Linked DNA regions of Zea mays: region 2 is linked to region 1. A link is a contact called in public Hi-C data. All regions are on one chromosome and are shown on one strand. Each heading gives the region's core, a stretch centred on a gene start, on an enhancer-like site or on the middle of the called end of the contact. The rest is flanking DNA. Distances are from core to core; before and after follow the strand shown.

The links. A called contact is a pair of places that touch in the nucleus more often than the background predicts.
Region 2: a Hi-C map of ear shows a contact between it and region 1, with 2.1 times the contacts expected there. The contact joins the promoter of LOC103651053 here to the promoter of LOC100282874 in region 1. A contact is called at or near these places in 2 of 25 Hi-C or Micro-C datasets (ear and leaf).

Annotation. Positions count from the first base shown.
Region 1 is chr3:188,498,689-188,502,728 of Zm-B73-REFERENCE-NAM-5.0, forward strand. It overlaps LOC100282874, which reads right to left and starts at 2,092. Exons shown (of 5, transcript NR_158979.1): 1 at 1,374-2,092; 2 at 994-1,078; 3 at 796-907.
Region 2 is chr3:188,666,773-188,671,058 of Zm-B73-REFERENCE-NAM-5.0, forward strand. LOC103651053 (cinnamoyl-CoA reductase 1) reads right to left here and starts at 1,468. Exons shown (of 5, transcript XM_020551164.2): 1 at 1,225-1,468; 2 at 314-1,062; 3 at 1-85. The coding sequence starts at 418. LOC100383409 reads right to left here. Exons shown (of 2, transcript NM_001176063.1): 2 at 3,043-4,026. The coding sequence starts at 3,966. The coding sequence ends at 3,325.

The sequences.
Region 1 (4,040 bases), core at 842-3,341:
TTTTCCAAGAGAAATTAGTTCATTTTCCCTTGGGAAAATAGGAATCCTTTAGGGCTAGTTTGGAAACACCATTTTCCCAAGGGATTTCTATTTTCCCAAAGGAAAATGAACTAATTTCCCTTGGGAAAATGAAAATACCATGGGAAAATAGGGTTTCCAAACTAGCCCTTAGTAAAATGGAATTTCCCGTGATCAGAACTGCAGGGTGCTGTCGCTGGTGCATTGAGCTGGGGCTGGAACAGAATTGGATGCAGTAGCGGACCCAGAACTGAAATAGAGCCCGGACGAGACTTAAGACATCACTCAGATCAAATGATTCAAAGCTTCCGATTAAGGTGCTGCGATGAATAGCTAATTGTGCGCTGGCACCAAAGTCTGGCCAGGCGCCTAGGGTCGCTGGACCCTGGGTCCGCCACTGACTGTATGGACGTTTTAGCATGGAAACAAAACCTTCAGATTGAGAAAAATGGAGGATGAACTCCAACGGGAATCCTGTCAGGAGCTCATCTTATGGGCCGCATGGGCGTATAAATTGAGCTGGAAATACGTCCTTTGCTCTATTGTGGAGAGGCTCAACTAATAGATCCCCTTTTCTCTCCAATCTTCTAATGGGAGTTTCCTCTTCCTCTCAAATGTCACAATGATAAGTAGGTCTCACCTCTACTTACCTATTTTGTTTCTCAATTAATTTCCCGCAAGAAAAAAGGTAACCCTCACTATTTTTTTTATAGAATTCTCACAAGGACAATTTGAACCATATAGGGGTGGCTAGGTTGGGGTGTTAGTTTGACATACCTTTTTCTCTATATAAGATCTTGTTTCCCCTAAGGAACAATAATTGTGGACATTCTCTTGCTTGAAGTGCATATGCCAAATCCCTCTCAATATTTATATCAACTTTGACTGTCTATTAAACAAAACAAAACAAAACTTAGGACCTGCACAAAGACCAGTAACCCAGCCAAATAATCAAAAGATGCTATTCAAACTTACCCGAGGAGGTAAGCGATCTTTAGCATTCCAGTACACCTTAGCAGCCTTTTCCAATTCTTGAAGAAACTTCCAATTGTCAGCAGCCCTGCAAATCACAACATCATGCAGGGTTCAATACTACACAATCAAAGCCTCCTGTAAATAAACTAATAAACTTCACCCTAAACAAAGCAATTCCAGAAACTGAAGCCTGTTTTGCCGTTTATCTGTCAGTACCAGGACAGTTCTGAAGTTTCTAGTTTCGTTTGATTCACACTTTACGGACATCCGCATTACACAATGCAAAGCTTAAAATGGTGATTGGGTTACACACAGCCCATTCCAAACATAATGCCAACAGTTTACAAATCAAAACTAGACAGGGAATGGATGGTCCTTACCTGTTGTACCGCTCGAAGACTAGGACGACTAAGGGGCTGGGGTGGAATGCGAAGCTCTCCCACTCCAAGCAATTGATTTCCTTGACCCACCCCTCGTCGACGTCCCCTTCCCAATCGATCTCCACCCCGTCCACTGTGACATTTCTGATCGAGTGCTTGTCGAAGTACTCTGAGGCCCGGATCCCCCATCCGACATCGGCATCCAGCGGCCAGCTCGGGTCCTCCTCTTCCACCACGGGCTTCTGTTCTCCTCCTTCTCCCTCTCCCTCGTCGTCTGGTAATCGCTCCACATCGGCCTTCGGCTTCAGGATGTCGCCTTTGCCCTCGAGGACGTCGGGGTTGCGCTCCTGGATGGAGGCAAAGACCTGCTCAAGGCGGTTGCGGACGAAGTCCTCCACGGCCGCCGACTCGCTGCGGCGCCCACGGCGTGGCTTCCGGGGCTTGGTTGTGGGGAACCCTGCCTCGGTGGATCCATCCGGGTTCCGGTTGCGGGCCTCATGTGTGGGCTTTGGTGGTTCCGGGTTCGACGTCGGCTTCGGAGGCCGTGAAGACGAAGAAGACGGCGGAGGAGCGGATGAGACAAAGATGAGCTTGCGGCGGCGGCGGCCATGGCTGCAGCCGACACGGTTCAAGCTGATGGCGGGGGTTGAGGGTTTAAGGGCGGTGAGGGTGGGGAGACGGAGCATCGTGCGCGGCGAGAATGGGCGCGAGTATGCGGCTGGGTTTCGCCGGTCGGCAGGTGCGCCCGTGCTATCCGAATGGCGGTTTCTCGTCCGCCGTTGCCCGTTGGTCTCGTGATCTTCTCAAATCCAACGGCACTGACGCTTCCAGCCTCGTGAATGATTCGTGAAAGCATGACGAGTGTGAGGAACTGCCAAAATTAGAGCAAATGGAGTATCTTAATCCCTTTGGATCTCTCAAACCAAAAGAAGAGAGAAACTTATCTCTATAACATCAGTAAATGATAATTGTGTATGTGTCATATTTCAATAGTTAGTTTAGTCTAGAAAACATTATAAATTTAGACGAATGTGAAGAACTACGCATATATTGCTCAACCGTCCCAAACTCTAATAAACGAGAAGAGTCGTGACGTCAAACCTACCTATTCTAATAAGGATGGAACCCAAAAAATTCTATTGGAACTTAACCCTCTCGAACATTGTAATTTTTGGTTTTATAAACAACAAAGTACACCAATTAACTATGGAGCTATCCAAATAACTATTTCCATCAGTTGTGCTTCTGAAACCTTGAAATAATGTATCACATATTCACTGAATGTACACTTACTGTCAAAATGAGTTTGGAAAGATACAGTCTAACAGAAGAAAGTTGCACCCCTCATTGTGGGCTACCTAAGACGACATAAAGACTATTTTGTGCACCTTAGATGCTAATGCCATTTTCTATGGTCAGTTTCATAGGGGCTTCGTTCTTATTAATGGTGTGCCATGTCAGCAGTTTAGATGATGTGGCAAGCAATTAATAAACAAAGAGATGAAATGATTTTCATGGAGATGAAACCATGTATACATTATTACCTAGACATATTGTCTTTTACATGTTAACTATGAAACCGTGCTGAATGAAACTCTTCACTATGAGAGATTGTTTCAATAAATATCTCATTTCTTTCTTAATTATGAAATCTACCACTGTAAATGCCCCTAAGGAACAACATCAGCCAAGCAAGGAACACTAGCACGGGTAGTGGTGAGAATGAGAATTTGGCTAGAGAGAAACATAAGAGGTTTTAATTGAAAAAAAAACACAAAAGAAAACAGATCATCGACAATAAGGGTGAAAACGGTCGGAAACGATCGGTAAACACAAAAACCATTTTCGTTTTCATATTTTTCCTCGGAAACGAGATCGAAAACGGTAACTCCGGAACCGAAAACGATATCGGTAATTCGAAAACATCGAAAACGAAAGTTCGGTACAAAAATTACACCGGTTACGATCGAAATCTAAAAATTCGATCGGTAAAAATTGTAACTTGTACCCTCAATTGACTTCAAAAATTCACGTAAGTCATACATTTATATAAAATTAATAATAATATATAAGGTAGCAGGCCACAATAAATATATAAAATAAGAAATCATAAAACAATAAAATCATTATTATATATTTAAATAAAGTAGAATCAAGATGTGTATAATGATATGGCACTTACATTCTATTTATACACCTACTACTTGGTATAGTCAATATAATTAGTGTCCTCTTAGTACTTCTTAAGTTCTCATTCAAATTATGAATATATGTATCAAGAGTAATAAAAGGTAAGAAAACATAAATAAGATTTATAAAAGTTTCAAACGATTCTAAACTATATATCATTAGATAGATCTTGATTTTAGAAAAATAATAAAATTAGTTTTATATCTTTCTAAGCTAAGATGAATTTATTATAAATTTATAAAGATTAGTTCAGATTTAATATTTTTTCTGAAAAATACCGAATTTATTACCGACGGTAAAATACCGAATAAAAACGGTAATTTCCGGAAACGGTCGGAAGAGATCCAAACTGTTTCCGTTTCTGATTCCGAGTTTTTCTACCGATTCCGTTTCCGTATTTTCGGTAACCGTTTTCGTTTCCGTTTAGACCTAAATTTCGGTAAAATTTCGAAAATAATTTCCGGTATCCGAAAATTA
Region 2 (4,286 bases), core at 218-2,717, 170 kb after region 1:
TCAGCACAACCAGCTGCAAACTCTCCCTTTCGGCGAACTCCCACGCCGCCTTCTCTGCCAACGTTTTGGAGACGTTGTACCAGAGCTGCACGAATGAATCAGCAAGTCGTAGACACATGCTGTCTATATAAGCATGCACATGGTTGTGAAAGTAGCCAGCAGCAGCTTGATCGATAAACATGTTATGCATAAGAACACGTTACGTTCTAATTTGGTCCTTTATATTTTCTTTTACTGCAGACATTGTACGTTTGCATCGATTAACATGCAAGGAAAATCTGCATCTGCCAACGTTGTAGTGCACGTCTGTTACCTGACGTCTCTTGAGGAGCTCAACGTCGGCCCAGCAGTCATCCTCGACCATCGCCTTGTCCGCAGGCCAGGCAGGATTCGGCAGCATGGCTGACTTTGACGACATGAGAACAACACGCTGGACGCCGCAGTCTTTGGCGGCGCGGAGGACGCTGAGCGTGCCCTTCAGCGCGGGCTCCAGCAGCTCCTTCTGCGAGCACCGAGCAGTAAGTAATCACGGTGAAAAAGGCGTGGTTATAGTATGGGTACGTCTAGAACAACTCCATTAAAATTAGATTTAAGTCTAATTTTTTAATCAGTTTCACTAGCGGATCTGCTTCACTCCATAGATTCACTAAACTCATGGCATGTTTGGGATAGGTCCACCAGATTCATCAAAAACAGGTATAGATTTAAATCCAATTTATTGTATCCAAACACATCTAAGTTAACCAGCTCCACCGTACATCAAAAAACAGAAAAGTATGGAGCTATACCAAACATCTGCTGCTCCACCGTGCATCCATATAAATTATAGAATTAGATTTGGTTTTTTTTTCCAGTTGGTGAAACTGAAAGATTGTGTAGGAAGAGTTGCCTCCGGGTCCTGGGTGTGCAGCGTCAGAGGGGACGCCAGGTGGAAGACACCGCGGGCGCCCTCGATCGCCTGTCGCATGGAGGAGGCAGGGTCGAGGAGGTCCATCTGGAACAGCCGGAGGCGCGCGTCCGCGCCGTCCAGGGCCTGCAGGTGCTTCGTCTCGCCCTCGTCCTCTGCGACAAACGAACAAAGAGAGCTTTGCAAATCTCGTTTCGTTTTATCATGTCTCGATCATCATGTGCGCCGGCGCCGTGCGCGCGCGTGCGAATGAATTCGATGATCTACATGCATCTACTGTAACAGGCTAACAGATAGAGAAAACTGCTACTACGCACGGAGGTTCTTGACGGTGGCGTGGACGGTATAGCCGCGGTCGAGGAGCAGGCGCACCAGCCAGGAGCCGATGAAGCCGCTGCCGCCCGTCACGCAGAGGAGGCCACCAGCGCTGTCCTCGTCCGCCTCCATGTCGATGCCGCTAGGCCGGCGCTAGCTCGCCTCTAAATATGAATGCACCAAGTCACGCCCACTCTTGTTTCCTCTGGCCATTATTAGAACGGGTATACAACACCCAGGCCGGCATGATGTCTGATGCCCACATCCGACGTTAGAAAAGGCATCGGGGCGCGCGGCATTTTGTGTTTTGGCGGGAACGAGGCGGCTGTACAGACAGGGTTTAGGCATCATCCATGGCTCCATGCAGTCGATTATTGTTCAGTTATTTCGGCGCCACGAACTGAACGAGACGGAGCAGGGCAATTTTCTCTGGAATGGAAGCAGGGTCCAGCAGGCAGGAGGTCCATCCGGAACAGTAGGAGCTGTGTATCTATCCCATCAGTTTCACGCATACAGCCATACATGCATACAACTATACTGTTGTCAGCCCCGGCGAATCCTGAACCCCGGTGACACACTCCAACTAGTTTGAGAGCCACAAAAACTGAAGGAGGCTGTAGGGCCTAAAACCTGATTTTAGCTCTTACAATCCCCTCCGATTTTATGGCTCCGAAACTTGCTCTAGCCCAGAATGCCGAACTCAAACTCCTGAAAAAAATGCAGAGCTATTGTGGACAGTTGCTTGTGCTGTAAAACTCAACATCGTTTTCTCTGTATATATTAACTGAATATAAGAACACACACGACTCCAAAACGTGGCTGGCTGTCTCCAGCTCCTACATGCGCGGCAAGCCACTGAACAAGTCCTGCCATCCCAACACCACGGACTCGATCGCCGCCACGACGCCCTGAACTCTCTAGGACACGACACGCCCTGCATCATCTGAGAACATGCATAATGACAAACAGAGATAAACTAACTAGCCCAAGCACAGGACTGCGACTATCATATACAGCGCACTATCACATTCTGGGTTTCACGTACACGGGTAATGATTTCCCCCATCTCCCTCTCTCTCTCTCTTTATATATATATATATATATATATATATATATATATATATATATATATATATATATATATATATATATATATATATATATATATATATATATATATATATATATATATATATATATATATATATATATATATATATATATATATATAGTTCACAAACATTTTGAAGGTCGAACCAATACGAACAAGAGAACCCTAAGGCCCTGTTCATTTCTCCAGGAATAGCCATGGATTTTTTTCAGGTTGATCAAAACTTACATAAATTAAAAAAGCTGACTCGGAATTGTTCTAGGTCACGGTTCCTAGATAACCGAACGGCCCCTAAAGAAAAATTAAGGGTGCCTTTGGCAGGATTCACGTTCTCTCGTATAAATGTTTCAGATTCAGAGATTCTCAAAAAAAATTTGTTTAGAACTAGCAATACCAATTTCGTCTAGGTACTTTTTACTTGAAGCTATCTTCTATTTCTCTTTTTTAGCATCATACCTAGCTACAGATTGTTCAGTTCTTTGGGCTTTTTAAAAATTTTAGCTCATCTTGTATATTTTCACTTAATGATCTCCCTAAGACTTGTTTACTTACACAAACATTCATACACAACAGAGCAGTAATATAAAAGGTACTGCATGTTTGACCAAGAAAAAGAAAAAATAAACCCTCAAGAGCATGCAGCCATGCACACATATATTGGCTAGCTAGTCCTATCATGCCAGAACTATATATAAAAGAAAAGATATATATCTATACACAAACTTACACATATATATTAGAACTATACTACTTTACTGGTCTTAATATTATTGGTGGTGTATCATACAATACTTTATTGTCGTTTTTAGAGTTTAAGAAAGGGAAGACGAACAACCTCAACCTTTAAAAAGTTCACAGTACCTATTCTTCTTATTGGTGAAACTATAGAATACCAACGGCGAAAGAAAACATCATAAATGGCAGATGAAGCCTCCGAAGAAACCGGCAGCCCCCACTGCGAGGGTGTCCAGCCGGCCGGGCCCGGCGGCGATCAGCTGTGGTTGTGGTCGTTGTGCGGCGCTGCCGGTGCCGCCATCGCCTGCTGCCTGATAACCGTGTCCTCGAGGGATTGGAGGTTGCACCGAACGATGGTGTCCACGAAGATGCGCGTCTCCTCGACGGTGTTCCCCGGCGGCACGTCCACCACATAGGACTCGACGACCATGGTGAGCGGCCCGCCCTCTGAGGCCGCCTCGTGCACGGTGGTCACGGAGCGGTAGTTGGCGAGGCGGTGGTCGCCGCCCAGGATCCGGAAGCTGATCACCCGCCGCTCGTCGTCCCGGATCTCAAGCCGCTCGCGGCTGTTCTCGGCGGGCAGCCCGGACACGACCAGGAGCTCCCGCACGGACCCCACCTCGACGCCGTCGCCGTCCACCAGGTGGCAGCTCCTGATGAAGCGCTTGTACCCCTGCGGCTGGTCGAAGCGGCGCACCAGCGACCACACCGCGTCCGCCGGCGCCGCGATGGACTGCACCATCACAGAGCAGCACTGCCCCGCGGCCACCGCGTGCTCGTGGTGCCGCGCCACCTCGTCCGGCACGCCCGCGTGGCCTGCGCACGCCGCCACGGCCCTCCCGTTGCTGGCCACGCGGCTGTGCTGCTGCGGCGACGTCCTTGTGGCTGCGTACGGCATTGTCGGTCTGGAGCTAGAGCCTCGCCGGTCTTCTTGATCGATCGATCGAGTTGTTTCTCTCTGCAAAGGAGAGGTGGAGATTGGGTTAGGAGGGGAGGTGCTACACATATACAGTAGCATACACTATTTTATCCGTAGGAGATTGATCATCTATTGTTACTGTGTGGTTCGGTGAGTTGATGCGATAGTTAAGGGTTACTCTAGATGGCTGGGCTGGGAATAGTCAATGCAGTTTGTGGGGGTGAGAGAGGCTTGATATCTTGCTTTTCGACGGATGGTACGGAGTAAAAGCCTAAATGAGGAAGTAGTTGTTTGAACAG